Regions from separate parts of the Oryctolagus cuniculus genome. Here region 1 is linked to region 2. Evidence: chromatin contacts called from public Hi-C data. All regions are on one chromosome and are shown on one strand. Each heading gives the region's core, a stretch centred on a gene start, on an enhancer-like site or on the middle of the called end of the contact. The rest is flanking DNA. Distances are from core to core; before and after follow the strand shown. Region 1 holds the start of FJX1 (four-jointed box kinase 1). Region 2 has its middle 35 kb from the start of LDLRAD3.

Evidence for each region. Hi-C and Micro-C count contacts between places; a contact is called where the count stands out from the background.
Region 1: a Hi-C map of an unstated tissue shows a contact between it and region 2, with 3 times the contacts expected there. The contact joins the promoter of FJX1 here to the enhancer-like site in region 2. A contact is called at or near these places in 2 of 6 Hi-C or Micro-C datasets (psoas muscle and an unstated tissue).

Annotation. Positions count from the first base shown.
Region 1 is chr1:30,370,868-30,377,461 of mOryCun1.1, forward strand. FJX1 (four-jointed box kinase 1) reads right to left here and starts at 5,263. Exons shown (of 1, transcript XM_002709052.5): 1 at 2,721-5,263. The coding sequence starts at 4,981. The coding sequence ends at 3,665.
Region 2 is chr1:30,106,621-30,112,358 of mOryCun1.1, forward strand. No RefSeq gene overlaps it. Among named protein-coding and RNA genes, the nearest start is that of LDLRAD3, 35 kb to the left of the region's middle. Within about 2 kb of position 2,306, at least 1 of the 8 cell types and tissues checked has an H3K27ac peak or open chromatin away from gene starts, as enhancers often do.

The sequences.
Region 1 (6,594 bases), core at 4,013-6,512, 270 kb after region 2:
GTCAACTGCCTACTTTCTCTTGGCAGAAGGCATTGGGAAGAGGCTCGCTCCCGCAAAGATTCATCACTTTTTGATGCTTTCCAGAAGTGGTGATAGATTTGCAATGAACCATCTACTTTTTTCTGTTCTTTTTTTTTTTTTTTTTTTTTTTAAATTGCCCTCATATATTTGTAGTATAGCTGCTTTGGAGCACAGGGTCTGCTTTGGTCTTGAAACCACTCACTCAAATCCACGTGGAGATTAAGCTGTGACCTTGGCTTTATGAACCAGTGCCTTGCATAGTGCTAGCAGGTGCTTAAGAAACAATTTCTTGAATTAATTGATTAGCAAATACAAAAACGATCCTGGTCTTGGAAACAGCTAGATTTGGGGATTTTTTTTTCTTTTAATGCTGGTTTATTCGAGAGATAGAGAGGGAGAGAGATAGACATAGTGCTCATCTGCTGACTCACTCTATAAATACCCATGATGCCTAGGCCAAAACCAGTAGCCAGGGACTCCATCCATGTTGCCCGTGTGGGTGGTGGGCACTCAGTCACTGGAGCCCTCACCACTGCCTCCCAGGGTCTGCATTGGTAGCAAGCTGGAATCGGGCCAGTGGAGGCAGGACTTGAATCCAGGCATTCTGGTAGGAGATGCAGACATCCACTCGTTTCAACTGGTGCCTCAACTCCTAGCTCAAACACCTCTCCCTAGCTATGGTTTCGATGATCAAAATTAGTAGAATTCTACTGAAGTATAAGAAATGCAAAGGCTTTTTTCCTCTTTAAAAGAGGAATAAGAAATGAGATTTTTTTTGGAAGTACCTATTATGTGCCTGTATGTTTTATATGTTAACATTTAAATCCCACAATACTCTGATCGAATCTCCATTTCACAGATGAGGGAACTAAATTCAAGGACTTGCTGAAGGTAAATAGGTGAGGGGCAGAATTCAGAAGACAGTTTGCCTGCAGAACTCATTACTTTCTGCAAATCATGCCTGAAACTTTTTTTTTTTTCATTTGAAAAATGATTTGTCCCTAGCAGCATTTACTGACCATGGCAAGACTTTAATTGATCTTTCCATTCCACAGCCTACCGGTTACCCACGAGGAATAGCAACAGTTAAAGCAAGGTCTCTGTAATTAATTCTCGGTTCCCTTAACAACTCCACCATGTAATTAAACTTTTTTCTTTCTTCTTCCCTCAAACAGGCAGATATGGTTCACTAAAGAATCTGAGAAAAGTCATTTAAATTAAGCTCAGTGCCTTGCTCTGGGTTAACTCTGTTCACGTCTGGGCTTAGAACCGAAGTTCAGGAGGAATGTTGAGAATGCTGCCGGCCCAGAACTCACCAGTGCTGGAGTCAGACGGGAGGCAGGGAGCATTTCCTGTGCAAACGGGAAACTTCCAGCTTCCTTCTGCTCATTGTTTTCCTCAAGGAACATGCAAGATGTAGAATCTATATCCTGTTCTTGAAGTGGCCACCATTAATGTCAGCAGCAAATCTCATTATTATTAACTATCAGAAAGGGAAAACGCTATTTTTGAAAGGTGTAATTACCAGAGGTCTTGAAAAAGCATATAGTTGCTATTATCAGTACATTCTGGGGTTGTACTGCAAAAAAAATTGACTTTCACCACAAATAGTTTATGGACTGTTTTTGTTTTTCCTAGTTAAGATTTGGCTTAGCCTAAGGCAGGAAAAACATACGGATGACATTAAATAGTTAAATTACACACTACCTTGCAATTCACAGTGAGACAAAGAACCCACAGAGATTTAATAGCTTTGTGAGTCTATAAAACCCTAGGTTTACAAATGCAAGTCAAATTACAAAAAAAAACCAAAAAACCAAAAAACCAAAATTGTAACCCCAAGTAGCTTTGAGTTAGAAGTCAGGAAACACCATGAACAGGCAAGATCCCTGGGCTCAGATAACAAATGCCCAAATGCAACACCAAGGGGCTTTAAAATAAACAAAAGCAAATCTTGTCCCCTGTCATGGGCCATGGGCCAAAGACCCCGAAGCCATTTTTAAAGTTCTAAGTCTTCTGACAGTGAAGAGTCCAAATGTCACACAGAAGAACTGTGCACCTTCCTGGTCTCACAATGCCTCCTGCTCTTAGGGCGTCAGGCAGTTGGACCTTGGACAACAGCGCCGCTTCTTTAAGAACTTTGCATGAGTCCAGATGTTGGAGATGATGATCTCCTGAATGCAACGGAGTCTATGCCAGATTAAAGAGATGAATTAATGTATGGCTTTCTCTACCTGTTTGCAATATGTGCTCAGCTTATTAATGCTACACACTGTGACGCTTGGTGATTATAATGCTGCAAATAATGTACAGCATGTGACCACAACAGTCAACTTTCAAAGGAGGCATTTGTTCTATTTTAGTCTGCACATCTGGTTCTATCGTATTTGTCAAATGATTAATATAGGAATATACTGCAATGAAATCTCTTCCTATCAGTTTTATTTGCCAGGAAATAGAACACTTTTCTCCCAGGCTTTTCTCCACCTCCTTAGTCTACATTCTAGGCTGAACTCAAATTTCCAGCACAGGAGACAGCCGGCCTGCTCTTGACCATTCAATTCTGCAAGTTCTGTAGTCACAAGGGGCGGGGATAAGCATCCTTTGTTTTAAAAGCACACCAGCAAGGGAGAAAGCCTAAAACATACTCTCAAAGTATCAGATACTCCAAAGAGTTAAAGCCACAAAAATTAAACTTCTAAATTTTAAACTCCCTTTTATTGAAATATAAGTCTGTTTAGTATATTTACACCACACTTTATGCACATATATATACAGAAGGCAAATTTTGTCAAATAAAAAAGTTTTTCTTAATAAAAAATTAAAATAAAAACAAAGTAAAGTGCATGAAACTGATTTTTTTTTTTCGTGTGAACATCATCATTGTCAAAATTTTGGTCGGCTGGGAGGGGGAGGAAGAAATCCATTATTTGATTCAGTGCATACAGTCAGTCCTGAAATCGGAGGCTTCAGGCTAAAATGACAGGAGGTCAGGAATGAGTCAGACAAATTGACAGGGTCTGCGGGTCCCAGCGGTTGAAGGTCCTGCTCCCTTTGTCCTATCGGAGCCGTTCCCCGCTCTCAACAGTGATCTCACCACCGCGGCGCTGGAACAAAGGGAGAGCTCAGAAGGGGGCTCCACCACCAATGTCACAGCCGGGCTCGGGGGCCACCAGCGCCGCGTTCCGTAGGAAATTGCAGAATTAGCTCAAGGGCTCAAACGGAAGTTTTCCTTTTTCGGAAATGGACCGGGGTCGGGGGGTGGGGTGGGAAGCGGCCGGGTGGTGGGTGGGGGGCAAGAATGGGGTGCATCTCCCACAGAGACGGCTCCCCTGGGGCAGACCTCAGCAGCCAGTTTCTTCGGATCGGGTCTCGCGCTGGCTTTAGAAAGAATCCTTTTATCAACTGGGTGGAGGGAACGTGGCTCATCCCGCCTCGGTGCGTTCGCCCGTCCAGAACTTTGAAAGCAAACAGCGTGGGCTTGCAAAGAAAGGCAGGTGGGTGAAGCAGAAGTTTGAGACACCTTCGCGGCGGGCCACCGGCTGGGCGTTGGCCGGCGGGTCCCCAGGCGGTGGCCGAGGCGACGGCCCTTCCCCCACCAGCCACAGCCCAGTGCCGGCTCTCCCGGCTCCTCCGGGTGACGCTAAGTGCCCGGCCGCCGGCCGTACTTGGCCTTACAGTGCAAAATGTGCTTGGCGAGGAAGTCGAGGCGGCGCTGCAGCAGCTGAGCGTGGGGGTCGGCGAGCGCGGCCAGCTCGGGGAAGCGAGGCTCGTGGTGCCGGTAGAGGCGCAGCAGCCTGGCCGCCGCGTCCTGCCCGCGGTGCAGCTCCAGCACCCGCCGCGCGGTCCGCTCGCGGAACACGCACACGGACTGCAACAGCGGCTCGTTATACTTGTCCCACATGCCCGCCACCCGGTAGCCGTGCACCAAGCCCGCCTCGTTGTCCAGAAAGACCAGCGCCCCGCCGGGGCCCCGGTGCAGGTTGCTCGTGGCGCGCTGCATGACGCGCGGGTCCCACTGCAAGCTGAAGAGGTTGCTTACGAGCCTGTCGAAGTTGGCCGTCAGGTAGTCGAAGAGGATCAAGTCTGTCCATTGCACCAGGTCCACCAGCTCCGCCTGGCTGAGGTTGGCCAGCTCGCCCCCAGCGCCGCGTAGGGGCCGCAGACGGCCGTCCTCCGAGCGCCAGGGCGCGGGCACCACCACGTCCGTGAGGTTGGGCAGCCAGCGCGTCAGGCTCACGACGCTGCCCTCGGTCCAGTGAGCCGCGCGCAGCTCCTCGTGCACCTGCGCCCACTGTGCGCCCCGCGCCTCCACCCGAGCCAGCGCCAGCGGCGGCACGTGGCGCTGGAGGCCCAGCAGGCGCGCCAGGTAGTAGGACAGGGCCTCGCCCTGGATCTGCTCGGGGTTGATGCCGTAGCGCACGCAGGCGCGGGTGCCGTCGGCGAAGCGAGCCAGTCGGTTGGAGCTGCGCCCGCAGCCCCCGCGCTCCAGGGCCACCACCCGGGCGCTGCGCGCCGCCTCCAGCCACGCCGCCGCCTGGGCCTCGGAGAAGCCCCGGGGCACCTGCTCCTCCAGGCCCCGGCTCCAGAAGACGCCCCCGTGCACGGCGGCGCTCTCCTCCTCCGGCCGGGACCGCCCGGCTGGCACGTGCCGCTTGCGCTCGCCCGGGGGCCGCCGGGGCGGGCCGTCAGCGCCGGCAGCCAGGGTGAGCAGCGCCCGGAAAGTTTTCAAGGAGCCGCCGCGGGCGTCCCAGGCCAGAGGCGGGGGCAGAGGGAAGCGAGGCGCGGGTGCCGGGCCGCCGATCCGGGCTGCGAGGCGCGGGAGTCGGTCTTCGGGCGGCCCCGAGGCGGGCGGCTCTGTCCGCGGCGGCAGGAGCCCGCCCCATAGCGCCAGCAGCGAGCCCAGCGCCAGCAGCCAGAGCCCCGCGGTGGCGGCGGCACCCCGCATCCTCCTGCCCATGCTCCTGTGGCCGCGCCGGTGCCGCCGCCACCGCCACCGCCGCCGCCGCCGCTTCAAGCCGAGCCGGGGCGCCCAGGTCCCGGCGGCGAGGTGGGCCGGGCCGCTCGTTGGCTCCGGGGCTTCGGGCGCCTCAGCCCCATGGCGGCCGCCGGGCGCTGCGGGGCTCTGTGCGGCGCTGGGAACTCGCCTCGCCGCCGCTTCCCAGCTGCTTTTGTATTTCGCTGTGAGACCCTCCGGCGGGCGCGATTCACAGGCGCCCGCACCACGTGGGAGCGAGGGGGATCCCCCTCCCCCTCCTCCGCCGCCACTCCCCGCCCCCCGCTCCCCCGCCCCCTTCCCGTCCTCTTCCCCTTAAAGCGGCGATGGCGCCGTACAAGCCGGAGAGACGGCCCTAGGCTCGGTCGGAGGCTTAGGGGTAGGAGGAAGCACAGCCGGCTGCGCCCGCGCTGGGGCTCCGAAGGGGACGGCGCAGGCTCGGCGTCCGCGGCGGGCCTGGCCCTCGCTGCGTGGGGTGCTCGCCGGGTGCTGGCCCGGGCAGCGTCCGGTCTCCCGCGAAGTTCCGCCGGACCCCCCACTCACCTCCCCGCACTCCGGGCGCAAGAGTCAGGGCGGGTCCCTATGCTTTCTCCGTTTGCGACAGTGAGGCTCACGTTGCCTTGTGTCAGCCCCCGGTAATCTCTCCGAGCCACCGAGGATGGGGCTGCAGGCGGGAAGAGGCACCCTTGGTGGCTCACAACTTTGCACCAGCACCCCCCTTTCTCGAGCGTGCTCCCCGCTCCTGGTCACTGCGAGCTTTGAGGTTGCGCCTCTCCCAAGGGACTCAACAGGGCTTGAAACCGCGCTGGGCACGTGGAATACCTGGGCTGGTTCCCAGTCATGGGTGGATCCCTCAACAAAGCCACTGTCCTGAGCTCTGGACACAAACGGTGTATAAACCCCCAGATCCGTTCCCAGGGCGCACCGTTATAACCTGGGACCCAACCTCGTGCTGGCGCAGAGGTGCCAGGGACGACTTCCCAATAGAAATGATACTGTTGTGCTCTCGAGGAAACCGAGGCACTGAGAAGGCAGGCTTGCTCCAGACCCCACGGTTAGCAAGTGCAGAGGCTCAAAGTCACGTTCAGGGGTCCTGGCTGCAAGGCACTTGAGAGACTTAACATGATTTAATCAAATCAGGATGCTTAGGTTTTCCACTCTGTCGCTTGTCAGTCCTGTATTCCCCAAATGTGATTTTCAATGAAACAAAAATAGCCCTATGTTGCATTTGATGTACTGGTTTAAGGAAAACAGAAGTGGGGGTGAGATGGGGGTTTGAGGTGCAAACAAAAACACCAACATATCTTCCAGCCACCCCTGGGTTCAGTCCTCCAGGAATGCACCTCTTGGAATTTAATCTGTTCTTTCCTTTCCCTTTCTGCCTCAGTGTGTCCCAGATCCAAACCTGGCTGCTCCCAAATGAGACACAGGTTGGGAAGGTAGGTGGAATCTGCCTGTTTGAAAGCCAGAGTTTGAAATCTGTTTCCTTCCCCTTGCTCTTTTTCTTCTTTGTATTCTCTCCATCAGGTGCGCAGGGGCGTTTCAATGGTACTACCTCAGTAGCTGGCCCTGATTCT
Region 2 (5,738 bases), core at 1,056-3,555:
TGACCTTGAAATCCACAGCAAATCAGGATTGAAGCAAGAGGAGAGGCAGTTCTGAAGCCTAGGTGTATCATGATGGGCAGGGCTCCCATGTCTGAGGAATGGGAGATGGAAAAAAACTTGTAATCAGATATGCAAGTTTGAAAATGTTTTTATTTATTTAAGAGGCAGAGAGATACAGAGATAGACAGACTAAGAGAGAGCACCCATCTGCTGGTTTACTCCCCAAACATACTTCAAGGCTGGACCAGATCAAAGCCAGGAATCAGAACCTCAATCCAAGTCTCCCATGTGGGAGACAGGGATCCAACTACTTGAGCCATCACTTACTGCCTCCTAGGGTGTGCATTAGCAGGAAACTAGATGGGAACAGAGCCAGGACTGAAACCCAGGTGCACAGATATGGGATGTGGGCGTCTTCACCGCTACACCATATGCCTGTCCCAGATATGCAAATTTGTAACATTGGCATAGGATGCATTGGGTTCATTCAGATAGAAAAATTGACACATAAAAATCACACTGATTTATAAGCACTATACCGTGGCTTCTAATGGTAATTTTTTCATCAAAGTGATGAAATCTAAGGCCTTGTTTGGATTCGGATCTCCCTGGGATTTGCTCTGCCAACAGTTCAATGGCAACGCCAAAGCAGCGGGACAGGATGGTGCATCTGTAGGCCCCAAGTTCATGCCAGAAGTCAGTCCAGGAGGAGCATTTTTACTTGAGAGTCAGGCTGTGCTGTGATGGAGAGAAGAGCCCGTTCCATCAGGCAGCCTGAGGTTTACTTCCTGGCTTTGCCATTTCTTTCCTGTGTGATGTATGGGGAAGCACTTAACCTCTGAGGGCCCAGTGTCCTCTTCTCTCCAAGAGAGACAAGCCCTGGCTCACAGAACTGGTGGTCAAGCACATGTGATCGAACAGCTAACAGGACTTTCAAAACATTGGTGCTTTTAATCTCCCTTCTCTCGTCCTACACTCAGGTCAGGAATACTTCCAAAACACACGCAGAAGAAATCATCTGGTTTCTGGCCTCCGTTCCATGAGAATGTCATTGGGGCGAGAGCTGGCCGCAGGGTGATGACATCAAGTGTAGGCCACTCCCATCATCCCCCACAAGACACATGCAGGAGACACACTAGCACAGCTTGGAGCTCGCACTGGGGGTGGCTGGGTACAACTCATTCCTACTGAAGCTACTCACAGCGACAGGAGCTTCAGGTCAGGCCTGCCTTTCCAGGCTGCCGTATCGGCAAGGGGGAGAGGCACCTGACTTTTGTCTGTTCCTCGGGCTCCCTGTTCACTCTGGCTGTGGTGGTTTGATTCATTTAGACCAATGCCAAGGAAATGATGGGGTCCAGCTGGGGAAGGAACATTCTGGATACTGAGGACTTCATGCTATCTGTGACCCTTCAGAAAGTGACTCAATTTGTGAATGGTACAGAGGAAAGAGACCTGTGATCCCATCATCCTTTTGAGGGCAGAGACCTCTCTGGTCATCCAACTGGTGGGAACCTGCAACTTCCCCTTGAAAGGTAGACTGATTCGGTGATTTGGGGTCCATCGTTCTTTGTGGAGGTCAAGTGTCCAGGGACGGTCTGAAAGGGGATGAGATCAGGCAATCGCTGGCACTTGCAATTTTAAGTCAGTTGAGAACTTTAATAACACCATTTTTTTTTTTTGAAAGGCAGAGTGGACAGTGAGAGAGAGAGACAGAGAGAAAGGCCTTCCTTTTCTGTTGGTTCACCCCACAATGGCCGCTACAGCCGGCGCACCGTGCTGATCCGAAGCCAGCAGCCAGGTGCTTCTCCTGGTCTCCGATGCGGGTGCAGGGCCCAAGGACTTGGGCCATCTTCCACTGCCCCCTGGGCCACAGCAGAGAGCTGGACTGGAAGAGGAGCAACCAGGACAGAAGCCGGCGCCCCAACCAGGACTAGAACCCGGTGTGCCAGTGCTGCAGGCAGAGGATTAGCCTATTGAGCCGTGGCGCCAGCCTATAATACCATGTTGACAGTGATACACACATATACATTCACATACATATGTATGGTTGCGTATGATGTTTTGCAAATCACAGAATTTTTTTCATGTAGTGGAGGAAGCCGACCCTTTATATTTCCTGGAACCACATATAACATCACATTGGTTGGTCTTGCTGAAAGATCCTTAAGTGGTGTGGAATTTAAATCCATGGCATGTGTCATAATCAGACGAAGCCACTGTGCCTCTCTAAGTAACACAGCCCTGCGTCTGAGTGGTGTTTTCCACCTCAGTATTGCCTGGAGCTAAGGCTTGGCACTCAGTTGCTGCTGCCAAATGTTTGACATGGTTGGGATGGTGTGAGCCGTACAGAATCCACATGAAAGGTCATCCGCATCCCCTATCTCGCAACTTGCCCTTAGATTTACAAGGACATGATCCTACATGGTGGCTTCGGATATCCCACGAACATAGTCACATACGGATAACACAGTTCAGTTCTGCAACCTAGCTGATTGGAAAACCTGATTCAACTGCAAACTTGTTTTTGACAACGGCATCAGCATCTTCCCAAAATATATTAGAGTTGCCATTGACAGATGGTTCTGAGATGGGTCCAGGGAGGCTGTTGACAGATATCTCGAGATGGATCTCATTACATTGACATAGCTGAAGAATGTCCCTGGGGAAATGTCTTCATGAGCCTGGAGGCTGACAGAATGAGATGGAAGCCCTTCAGGGGGATTGCCAATAAAGAAAGACTGAAAATGGGCACAGCCTTCTGGAGGTAATTTGGCGATATGAATGGAGTCTTAGCAATTCCTACCTCTTGACCCTGTACTTGTCTTTTCAAGTTTTAGCTGCAAGTGCTACACAGACATGTCTGCAAAGATTTATGCATTGAGATCTTCACTGCTGTGTGCTGGAGAACAGGAACTCACACTGAAGTCCCACACTGTAGGGCAGTTTTAATTTTATTTTTATATTTGCTTGACAGGCACAGAGACAGAGAGAGACAGAGAGACAGATTTTTCCACCTGCTGGTTCCCTCCTCAAATGTCCACAGCAGGTGGTGCAAGGCCAGGCCAAAGCCAGGATCCAGGAACTCCACCCAGGTTCCCCACATGGATAGCAGAGATCCAAGTACTTGAGCTGTTACCACTGCTCTCAGGATGAGCATGAACAGGAAGCTGGAATCAGAGCCAATACTCAGACCTCCATACTTGGATATAGGATGTGGGTGTCCCAGGCAGCAGCTTAACCTCTGCCCCGGTGGGACAGTTTAACTATTTTAGTTACAGTTGGACCCCATCCATGGGCTCCATACGGATTTAGCCAATCTCAGACGAAAAATACAGTCAGGCCTACAGCAGTTGCAACTGTGCTGAACATGGACCAGCATTTTTCCTTTTTCCTAAACAATGCACTCTGACAACTATTTACATAACACTTGTAGTGTACTAGGTATTACAAGTAATCTAAAGATGATTTAAATTATCCAGGAAAATGTGAGTAGGCTACATGCAAATACTGCTATTTTATATAAGGGACTTGAACATCCAAGGATTTCGGAATCTGTTGGAGTGGGGAGGGGTGTATTGGCACCAATCCCCCCACAGATACCCAGAGCCAACCATGCATTTCTATCCATGTTAACTATGATTAAAAATCAGCCGGCGCCGCGGCTCACTAGGCTAATCCTCCGCCTTGCGGCGCCGGCACCCTGGGTTCTAGTCCCCGTCGGGGTGCTGGATTCTGTCCCGGTTGCCCCTCTTCCAGGCCAGCTCTCTGCTGTGGCCAGGGAGTGCAGTGGAGGATGGCCCAAGTGCTTGGGTCCTGCACCCCATGGGAGACCAGGAGAAGCACCTGGCTCCTGCCATCGGATCAGCGCGATGCACCGGCTGCAGCGCGCTGACCGCGGCGGCCATTGGAGGGTGAACTAATGGCAAAGGAAGACCTTTCTCTCTGTCTCTCTCTCTCACTGTCCACTCTGCCTGTAAAAAAAAAAAAAAACAAAAACCATCAGGATAAAGATTTGCTTATTCAGGGTGATCTAAGTTTTGTAAGAATAAAAAAAAGGATGGAAGGAAACATTTCCTGAATGTTTATAGGAATTGTCTCTGGGAGGTGATGACACAGCAGGTTTTCATTGTACTTTTTTGTATTTCCAGTGAACTTCCTGTGGACATGTTACTTTTAAGGTCAGAAAAATATAAGCTACCTTAAATGTATGTAAGCAATAATCCATAGAAAATTTGGTTAGGGAAAAGGATCAGCTATAATCAATACAACTATTACAATTTTTATCATCTAGGCTTTGTCTATGTTTGTGGAAATTTTCCATAAAGTCTAATAGCACTTACAGTTTTGTATCCTGGTTTTTTTTGACAGGTTAAATAAAAATAAGACAGAAAATCTGGTGAACCTGAAAAGTGGTATATGTATACAGTACATCATTATATTATGCCAGAACATAGTAACTTAATTGCTTGAAATTTTATATTCAACGTGTGTTTGTAACTCTCCTAATCACAGAATCTGCTTATCTGAAATCACTTTAGCTTCTACCCCTTTTAATAGCAGACTTTCCACCATTGGCTTAAAATTGGGGCTCTGAACTAACCAAATTTAACCAATTTAGCATATTTTAAAGATAGATACAAACTATTCTTCAATAACAACAAATTTAAACAACTTAATCCACTGGAGAGAATGATAACGGATTTCTTAAAACACACACACACACACACATACACACACATTGGGTGAAAACGTATTAAGCTCAGAAAGCAGCAAAGGCAGAGAACATGCTTCTGAGACAGATGCGGAAGTGAAATTGAGGATGACAGCACAACACCAAGGGCTGCAACTCGGGTACCGACTTGATGTCCCTAATGACAATGACCTCAAGGGAAATCTCTACAAGTATGAAAATTCGGTATTTAAAATCGAGATCAGGATTGATGCCGAAAACAAATGTACTTCCTTCCGAAAACAATGCAGAACCCATGGCCATATTTTAACAAGGCTTGCCTCATACAATTCAAGTCCAAATATTACTTTCATCAGAGAATTATTTTTGTTCTTCCACGAAATAGCAGGAAATATGTTATGAAATTACTTGCCAAGGTCAAGGAAACACCTAACCTCGACAAGAGGGAGAAAATAAGAATAATTGTGCTTCCATCTAGACCAGTAATTTCCAACTGGGGGGCAATTTTGCCCCCTGGGGAGCATTTTGCAGTGTCTGTAGACATGTCTGGTTGTCACAGCTGAGCACGTGGGGAGAGAGCTGTGCTGGCCTCTGGTGGGCAGGGGCCAGACGTGTCACTAAGCGTCCCACAGAGCACAGAACCGCCTCCTACTACAACAGAACAATTAGCCAACCCAAAGTCTCAGTCCTGCCCAGGTTGAGTGTCCCTGATCCAAACAGTGAAAGAGATTGGCAGAAGCAATCAGGTGCAAGACCCGCATTGCTCTGGTGAGGGAGCAAGTAGGGGGTGGCTAGGGGAGGGACTCATTTCTCCAAATCCCCTGTACTGGACACTAGGCCGAGTGCAGAAGGATGGCTCCCAGCTGCTGATGGCCACGGCATCAGTTACATCCTCCATAAGGACTAAATGAAAAAAGTTAAATATGGGAGAATCTTGATTTAAATGGGATTTGTTTAGGCAAAACTCCAAGTTTAGCAAATACACACAGAGATACAAGGAGAAAGAAACAAAATATAATACATTTCAAGAGCCTCGAAACATGTCTTA